Linked DNA regions of Macaca mulatta: region 2 is linked to region 1. The links are chromatin contacts, called in public Hi-C maps. All regions are on one chromosome and are shown on one strand. Each heading gives the region's core, a stretch centred on a gene start, on an enhancer-like site or on the middle of the called end of the contact. The rest is flanking DNA. Distances are from core to core; before and after follow the strand shown.

What was found. Hi-C and Micro-C count contacts between places; a contact is called where the count stands out from the background.
Region 2: a contact with region 1 is called in a Hi-C map of cortical neurons, with 7 times the contacts expected there. The contact joins the promoter of ABCB10 here to the promoter of URB2 in region 1. A contact is called at or near these places in 4 of 14 Hi-C or Micro-C datasets (CD4 T cells, cortical neurons, fetal cortex germinal zone and 1 more).

Annotation. Positions count from the first base shown.
Region 1 is chr1:19,420,176-19,423,571 of T2T-MMU8v2.0, reverse strand. URB2 (URB2 ribosome biogenesis homolog) reads left to right here and starts at 1,582. Exons shown (of 10, transcript XM_001083545.5): 1 at 1,582-2,111; 2 at 3,370-3,396. The coding sequence starts at 3,383. It overlaps TAF5L (TATA-box binding protein associated factor 5 like), which reads right to left and starts at 1,712. Exons shown (of 5, transcript NM_001257498.1): 1 at 1,659-1,712.
Region 2 is chr1:19,484,168-19,487,563 of T2T-MMU8v2.0, reverse strand. ABCB10 (ATP binding cassette subfamily B member 10) reads right to left here and starts at 1,610. Exons shown (of 13, transcript XM_001082734.5): 1 at 621-1,610. The coding sequence starts at 1,137.

The sequences.
Region 1 (3,396 bases), core at 333-2,832:
TCACATTTAGAGGCAGGAGCAACAAAACTATTCCAAGATACACTTATCTAATCTGTTGATGACAAAGAAAAATACTCAAAACAACCCCATCTTTTAATTTTCTAGCTTAACACTGATTTTTAAGGCAGGACGGATTTACGATTCATTAAAAAATTAGCATGTATTCCATTTAACGCAAAAAACTTAGGACTACAGGGAACCTAGAAGGTATCTGGCAAAAAGGAAATCATAATAGCTAACATTTAGCCATTTTCATATACATCATTCTTTTTCTGGGTACCTTTAAAAAGGTTGTTTTTTGGGAGGCTGAGGCGGGAGGATTGCTTGAGCCCAGGCCTGGGCAACACAGACACACCCTGTCTCTTAAAAAAAAAAAAAAAATTCCACGTTTAAGTTATTCCTCATCATTGCATTTTATAGATGAGGAAACTACAGTTCAGAGAGGTTACGCAGATGGCTACATGGTTTCCATCCTAGGTCTACTGTCACCAAGCTCTATCCACTACATTATGCTGTTCCAAAGTTTAAAGATGTGGCCAGATGCATTTAACCTATTAGGCACAAAACTCCCTTTCCTACTCCCACTTCCAAGTAGAGCTGTGATCAGGAACTGGGGAGCAGCCTCCGTGTCCTCTCCTACATCCCCAACTCAGGTGTTGGCACACTTGAATCGCCTAATGTAAGACATGCTCCGCCCTTACTGTTCCTCTCAGCACAGCTCCCAACTGCTTGTTAGCAGGAGTCACCATTCCGAGATTTCAATCTGCAAGGTCGGTTTAGGTGCAGTAATTTAAGACAGACACCGCATGGGACTGGCACTCACCTTCTGATCCCAGAACCACAAAGACTGCGAGATCCACATTACAACGACTTTCACAACTGATGGGAGAACTGCATGTAGCGTTCCTGCACTCCACTTCCGCTAAGTCTAAAATGACACCACTGTTTCTAACCATCCACTCACTTCGGACCAACGCCTTATCGAATACATTTTCAAAAGCCTGGCAGCTTCGCGAGCTGGATGGTGAACCCGTCCCACGCCATGGGCGCACCAACCTTACCTTGCTGTCATGAGGCTAAGAGCCCCGAGAGACACTTTGCAGCTCGGCACTCTCCTGCAGCAGCTAGTCTAACTCTGGCTCCCCCGTGTCACACGCGGAGATCGACTCCACACCCACCCACGCACGATCACCATGTGCAAAGTTGAATCCCGACTTCGCCGCAAAGACATTTCCTTTTCCCCTACGTGCAAAGGAGCTGTGGAGCCGTGCTCCCTGCCTGGCTGTCGGGAACTGGGATACCTTCCCCGCGGGCGCCCGCCACCTCCTCCCCGAGCCCGGCATCCAAGCCGCAGGACCCACCCCTGCGCAGGAACGCGACGCCCGTCCAGGTGTAGCCGCCGACTGCAGGCCACGCCGCCGGCCGCAGCCCGCGACTCGGGAGGCCGAGGGCGGAGGCGCGGCCGCCGCGCCCGCGCAGAGCCGCTCACCGCCCCCCCGCCCCGCCTCCCGCGCCCCACCCCCACCGCCCGCCGGCGGGAGCCAAGGCGCGCCCAGCCGAGGCCCCACCGCCCCGGCCCCCGCCCGCCCGCCCGCGCGCGCGCGCGCGCGCGCCTCGCGACCCTCCCGGCCCTCCCCGCCCGTGCGCCCAGCACTCACTGAACATCCCAGGCGGCTCCGGCTCCCCCCGCCGCCGCCGCCTCCGGGATCGGGTTGCTTCCGCCTCCGTCGTCTCTGCCGCAGGGTCTCGCTCCGATGGTCGGCTCAGCTGGGCCCCCGCGCCCCGCGCCCCGCCGCCCCCGCCGCCGCTCTGGGCGGCCGCTCCATGACTGACTGACACGGAGCGGGCCGCGGGCTGGGCCGCTCGGGCCTCCAACGCGCAACCGTCTCCTCCAATGGGCGAGGCGCCTCGGCGCTCGGCTGGCGACGCCTGGCGTGCGTGCCGCCCCTCCCCGCTGCGCCGCCGGCGTCGGGCGGAAGGAGCGCGGGGCCCGGTCCCACGTGGTGGGGTTGCGGGACCGGGACAGCAGCCGCCGCCGCCGCTGCCGCCGTCCTCCGCCGTCTACCCGGAGCTGTCTCGAGGTCAGCCCCCTACCGGTCCCGGGTCCCGAGGTGAGTCCCTATCCGCGGTGAGCTCCTACCTGCAGCCAGGTTCCGATGTGAGTCCCCAACCCGGGGCTGGTCCTGAGGAGAGCTCCCTACCTGAGGCCGGGCCCGGGATGGGGGTCCCCCAACCCTGCCCAGTTCCGGTGCCGCCAGCAGACTCTGGGCGAGAGCCGACTGGGCACGCTCCATTCGCGAAGGCAAACTCCCTCCGGGCATCTAGCTGCTCTCCCCTGGTTCTTGTTGCTTGGTGTCTTTCTGCTGGGCAGGGAGTGCTGGCAGGGCTGTGCTGTCCGCCCTGGACTTCGCATTGCCCGGTAAGGGCGGTTGCAGGCCCGGAGAGCCGAACTTTGGCGGAGCTGGGGAGAGCATCTCGGTTGTCTTTGTAGCCAGTTCAGCAAACACCTGTTATGCACTTTGTAGCTGTCGCGGTGGCGGTCTATGGTATTGAACTTAGAAGTCAGGCATCGTTGAATTCGTTTTGGACATTTTGACAAAATAGGAAAACTGACAGCACTTGATGGTTCTTGTTCTCTGCAGTAGAGTGAAGGATAATTTAATTTCTAAAATGAAAACGTCTTAACGTTCCTTTTCTCTGTAACTTTTAGGAAACTCAAAGCCAAGTTTACCAGTATTATAGTAACTGTAGGTGTTTGGTATGTTTGCTATCCCCGAGACCTAACGGTTTTTTGTTTTCTATTTTTAGTCTTTTCCTTGTGCAAGTATCTCTTGTATGTTTTTTGAAGTGTGTATGTGCGTTGTAAATTTATACGTGACTGAATAAAAGTCTTAGCGGAAGGTTACTGTTGCAGCTGAAATAACAGTATTCCTTTGGGGATTTCTTTTTCACTTGGAGACACATTACTTTCTCCAGATATTGCTTATGTATCTTTTCCTCTTTCAATTTGAAACCATGTATGAATGACTCTTTCCACAAGTAATGTAAACAATGATATTGGCCTTGTTGAATTCCTACACACTCACCTTTGTGGAAGTGATGTTTGATCACAGTTGGAATACATATAGTCCATCTTCTGTGTGTGCAGTCCATCTTTTGCTTGCTTTTGTCTGAATTTCCCCCAGAAAATTCATGGAGTCAAGTATCTTGTAGGTAGATTTACCCCGACAAATCTGTTGATTCATTAAAAACTTTTAAAAGAATACATATTAGGTAAACAATAAGATGCAATATTGTTGGCTTTCTGGTGCCTCCTCAGTCTGACCTTGTTATAGTATTTTTTTTTTTTCCATTGTTTTTAAATTGTAGATAAAGCCTAGCCATGGCTGCTGTTTA
Region 2 (3,396 bases), core at 361-2,860, 64 kb before region 1:
TTGTTTCTAAAAGCATTCATTTTGGCTTCTTTAAAAAAAGTTACTCAATTACTGAACAGATAACTGGTTGGTGTGGACTGATGAACAGTGCTATAACTTCCTGCTTCCCACTTAGCACAAGAGACGAGTGTGAAAGTTCTGCTTTCCGTTGTGAAAGCATTGGTGACTGCTTGACAGACTCGCTTAAAGCAAATAATTTTTTTTTTTTTTTGTTAAAAAAAAAGTATAAATGCCTAATAACAAAATAGGCATATTTTTGGCTACAATTTATTTTTTTTCCAAGGAAAAACCTCCAGCTCATTTTGCTGCCTAAGCCAAAACAGATGCTCCCACTAAGTTGGTGACGGAACAGACCCAAAGATTCCAATAAGGACATATACAATGTGTGTCAACAAGAAAAAAAGTGTAAAATCTGCCAACGAGTCCCCAGCTAAGGCGAAATCTTGACAACGCTACTCCGAGGAGAGCTATCCCCTCCCTCCTCTGGGGTTAGGAGTGGCCCAGGAGAGGCGGCGGTGACAGGCGCTCTGCGGCCCGGCCGTGTCCCTCTCGGCGCCCCGGGATCCCGCGCGTGGAGAAGGAGCGGCCCGGAGGAGGGAAGTGGTCGGGGAGGGCCCTACCTGCCAGCCTCCGGCGCTCAGGGTACGCCAGCCCCAGGAGCTTCCGGGCTTCCGGGAGTTCGGGTGACCGGGGGCGCAGCCGCCCGTTGTCCCCAGGAGGCGCCGCTTGCCCGCGCCGCCAGGCCTCGTCCCCTGCCCAGGCAGCGGCTGCCGGACCGCCCGGGAACCCGGCGCGCGGGAGCCGAGGAGCGCCCAGCCCAGCAAAAGCCCCGCACATGCAGCTGCCAGGGGCCCGAGCCCACAGCCCCATGAGCCGCGCGAGGCCCAGGCCGCCCCCCGAGTAGCCCGGACCCCCGTTCCGGCAGCCGCTCCTCCAGCGGCGCGCGGCTCCAACGCCCCCGAGCAGCCCCGGCCCCGCGCCCCATAGCCGTGTGGGCCTCAGGCCAGTGAACGGCGATAGGGATCCAGGGGAGCGGATGGCCGGGGCCCACACGCAGGCTACCGGCAGGAGCCGACCTGGCTCGGCTGGGCCCGGGGGCGCGAGCAGCCGCAGCGGCCAAGCAGGGGGGCCGCGCATGGCGCTGCGTGCGACCCGTACGCCTCAGCCCGCGGGCCAGGCGCGCGCAGAGGCCGAGGACCCTCCCGGACCGGCCCCGAGCAAAGGGCGTGGACGCAGTGGCGCCCGCCCCTCCCTGCTGGCTGTCACTCGCCTTATCGTGCCTGCATCCCTGGGCTGCGCCCGCCCCCGCCCCATCCTCGTCCGCGCGGTGCTGCGCCCCTCCGCCCCACCCCGAGGACTGCAGCTACCCGGACCATGCAAGCCACCCTTCCAAGCGCCCCCAACCCGCTCGGGTGCCCTCCCTGCAGCGCCCCCAACTGTCCGCTGGCGGAGTAGCGCCGGGCGCGCCGACTGGGACGAGGCCCGGGAAGCCCAGGAGCACGGCTGCGCCTGCGTACTGGCCGCAGGGAATTTTTTTCGCGCTTCGCCGTCCCCTCTGGTCTGAACTCCGGGGCCGCACGAGCTCTTTCTCACGCCGGCAGACCGGCGGAGCGCGCAGACGCGACTACACGATGCCCGGCACAAGGATGGGGCGGGAGGACAGCGCGCTGGACACGGCGTGGGGCGGGTCCGCGGCCCGGGAGACCCATGCTGGGGCGGCCCTGTCACCAGTCTCGCTGCCAAGCACAGGGCTGAGGTGCGGAGGGACCACTGAGAGGACTTCGCTGCGTGTCAGCTCAGCTCTGGACGGCGTGGAGGAGGTGGTTGGCGAATAGTGAAATGTATATAACTTTCAGAAGGGAGGAGATCGTTTCTTTTCTTTTCTTTTCTTTTTTTTCTTGAGACGGAGTCTTGCTCTGTGTCTTAGGCTGGAGTGCAGTGGCGCGATCTCGGCTCACTGCAACCTCCGCCTCCCAGGTTGAAGTGATTCTCCCGCCTCAGCCTCCCAAGTGGCTGAGATTACAGGCATGAGCCACCACCCCCGGCTGATGTTGTATTTTTAGTAGAGACGGCATGTTGGTCAGGCTCGTCTCCAACTCCTGACTTCAGGTGATCCGCCCGCCTCGGCCTCCCAAAGTGCTGGGATTACAGGCGTGAGCCACCGCTCCGGGCCAGAGATCGTTTCTTAACTAGAGCAGAAATTTGAAAACAGACGTGGTCGAGGCATTTCCGCTGTTCGAAGTGGAAAACACCAATCAGAAGGCAATGCATTTTAATACACGTGCATGGAAAGATAGGAGAGAACATTAAAACTCACTGGGACACTTTATGGAGACTTCATGGTGGGGGATATATACCTGGGGCACAGTAAGTCGTGGGTAGATTTTTGTAGACTCCTAGGTATTTTTACTGGACCTGGACAGGGTACTGTCAATTGCAAATTTTATGGGTTCACAAAACAAAAAAACCTCAATAATCAGCATAAATATTTTCGTGCAATATTTTTAAAACTCAAAATTAATTTTAAAAATCCATAATGAACAAAATATCAAAAATTTTAATTGAGTATCCACTCCTGACCTTTCACAATCCTGCCTCTCTTCTCTCGCTCTAATCCCAACCCTGAAAACTATTTACAAAAACTGCAGCAGCTGCCATTAGTTTGGCAGCTGGAAAATGGGAAAGAGAAAGTAAGAGGAAGATTAGATTTGGGTTAAAGTTGTCACTTTCTCTTCAACTGGAGAGTATCAATCCTTGATGTTTCTTTAGTTGGGCTCAAAAAGGAGGTAGCAGCCGGACACAGTGGCTCACACCTATAATCCCAACATTTTGGGAAGCCAAGGCAGGCGGATCACGAGGTCAGGAGTTCAAGACCAGCCTGACCAACGTGGTGAAACCCGGTCTCTACTAAAAATACAAAAATTAGCCAGGTGTGGTGGAGTGCGCCTGTAATCCCAGCTACGCAGGAGGCTGAGGCAGGAGAATTGCTTGAACCTGGGGGGTGGAGGTTGCAGTGAGCTGAGATGGTGCCACACTGCACTGCAGCCTGGGAGACAGAGCAAGACTGTCTCAAAAAAAAAAAAAAAAAAAAAAAAAAAGAGGAGGTAGCAGCTGGGCGGTGGCTCACACCTGTAATCCCAACATTTTAGGAGGCTGAGGCAGGTGGATCCCTTGAAGTCTGGAGTTCGAGACCAGCCTGGCCAACATGGTGAAACTCCATCTCTACTGAAAATACAAAAATTAGCCAGGCTTGGTGGTGCATGCCTGTAGTCTCAGCTACTGGGGAGGCTAAGGCAGCATAATTGGTTGAATCCAGGAGGTGGAGGTTGCAGTGAGCTGAGATGATGTCACTGCACTCCATGCACTCCAGCCTGGGTGACACAGCAAGACTGCATC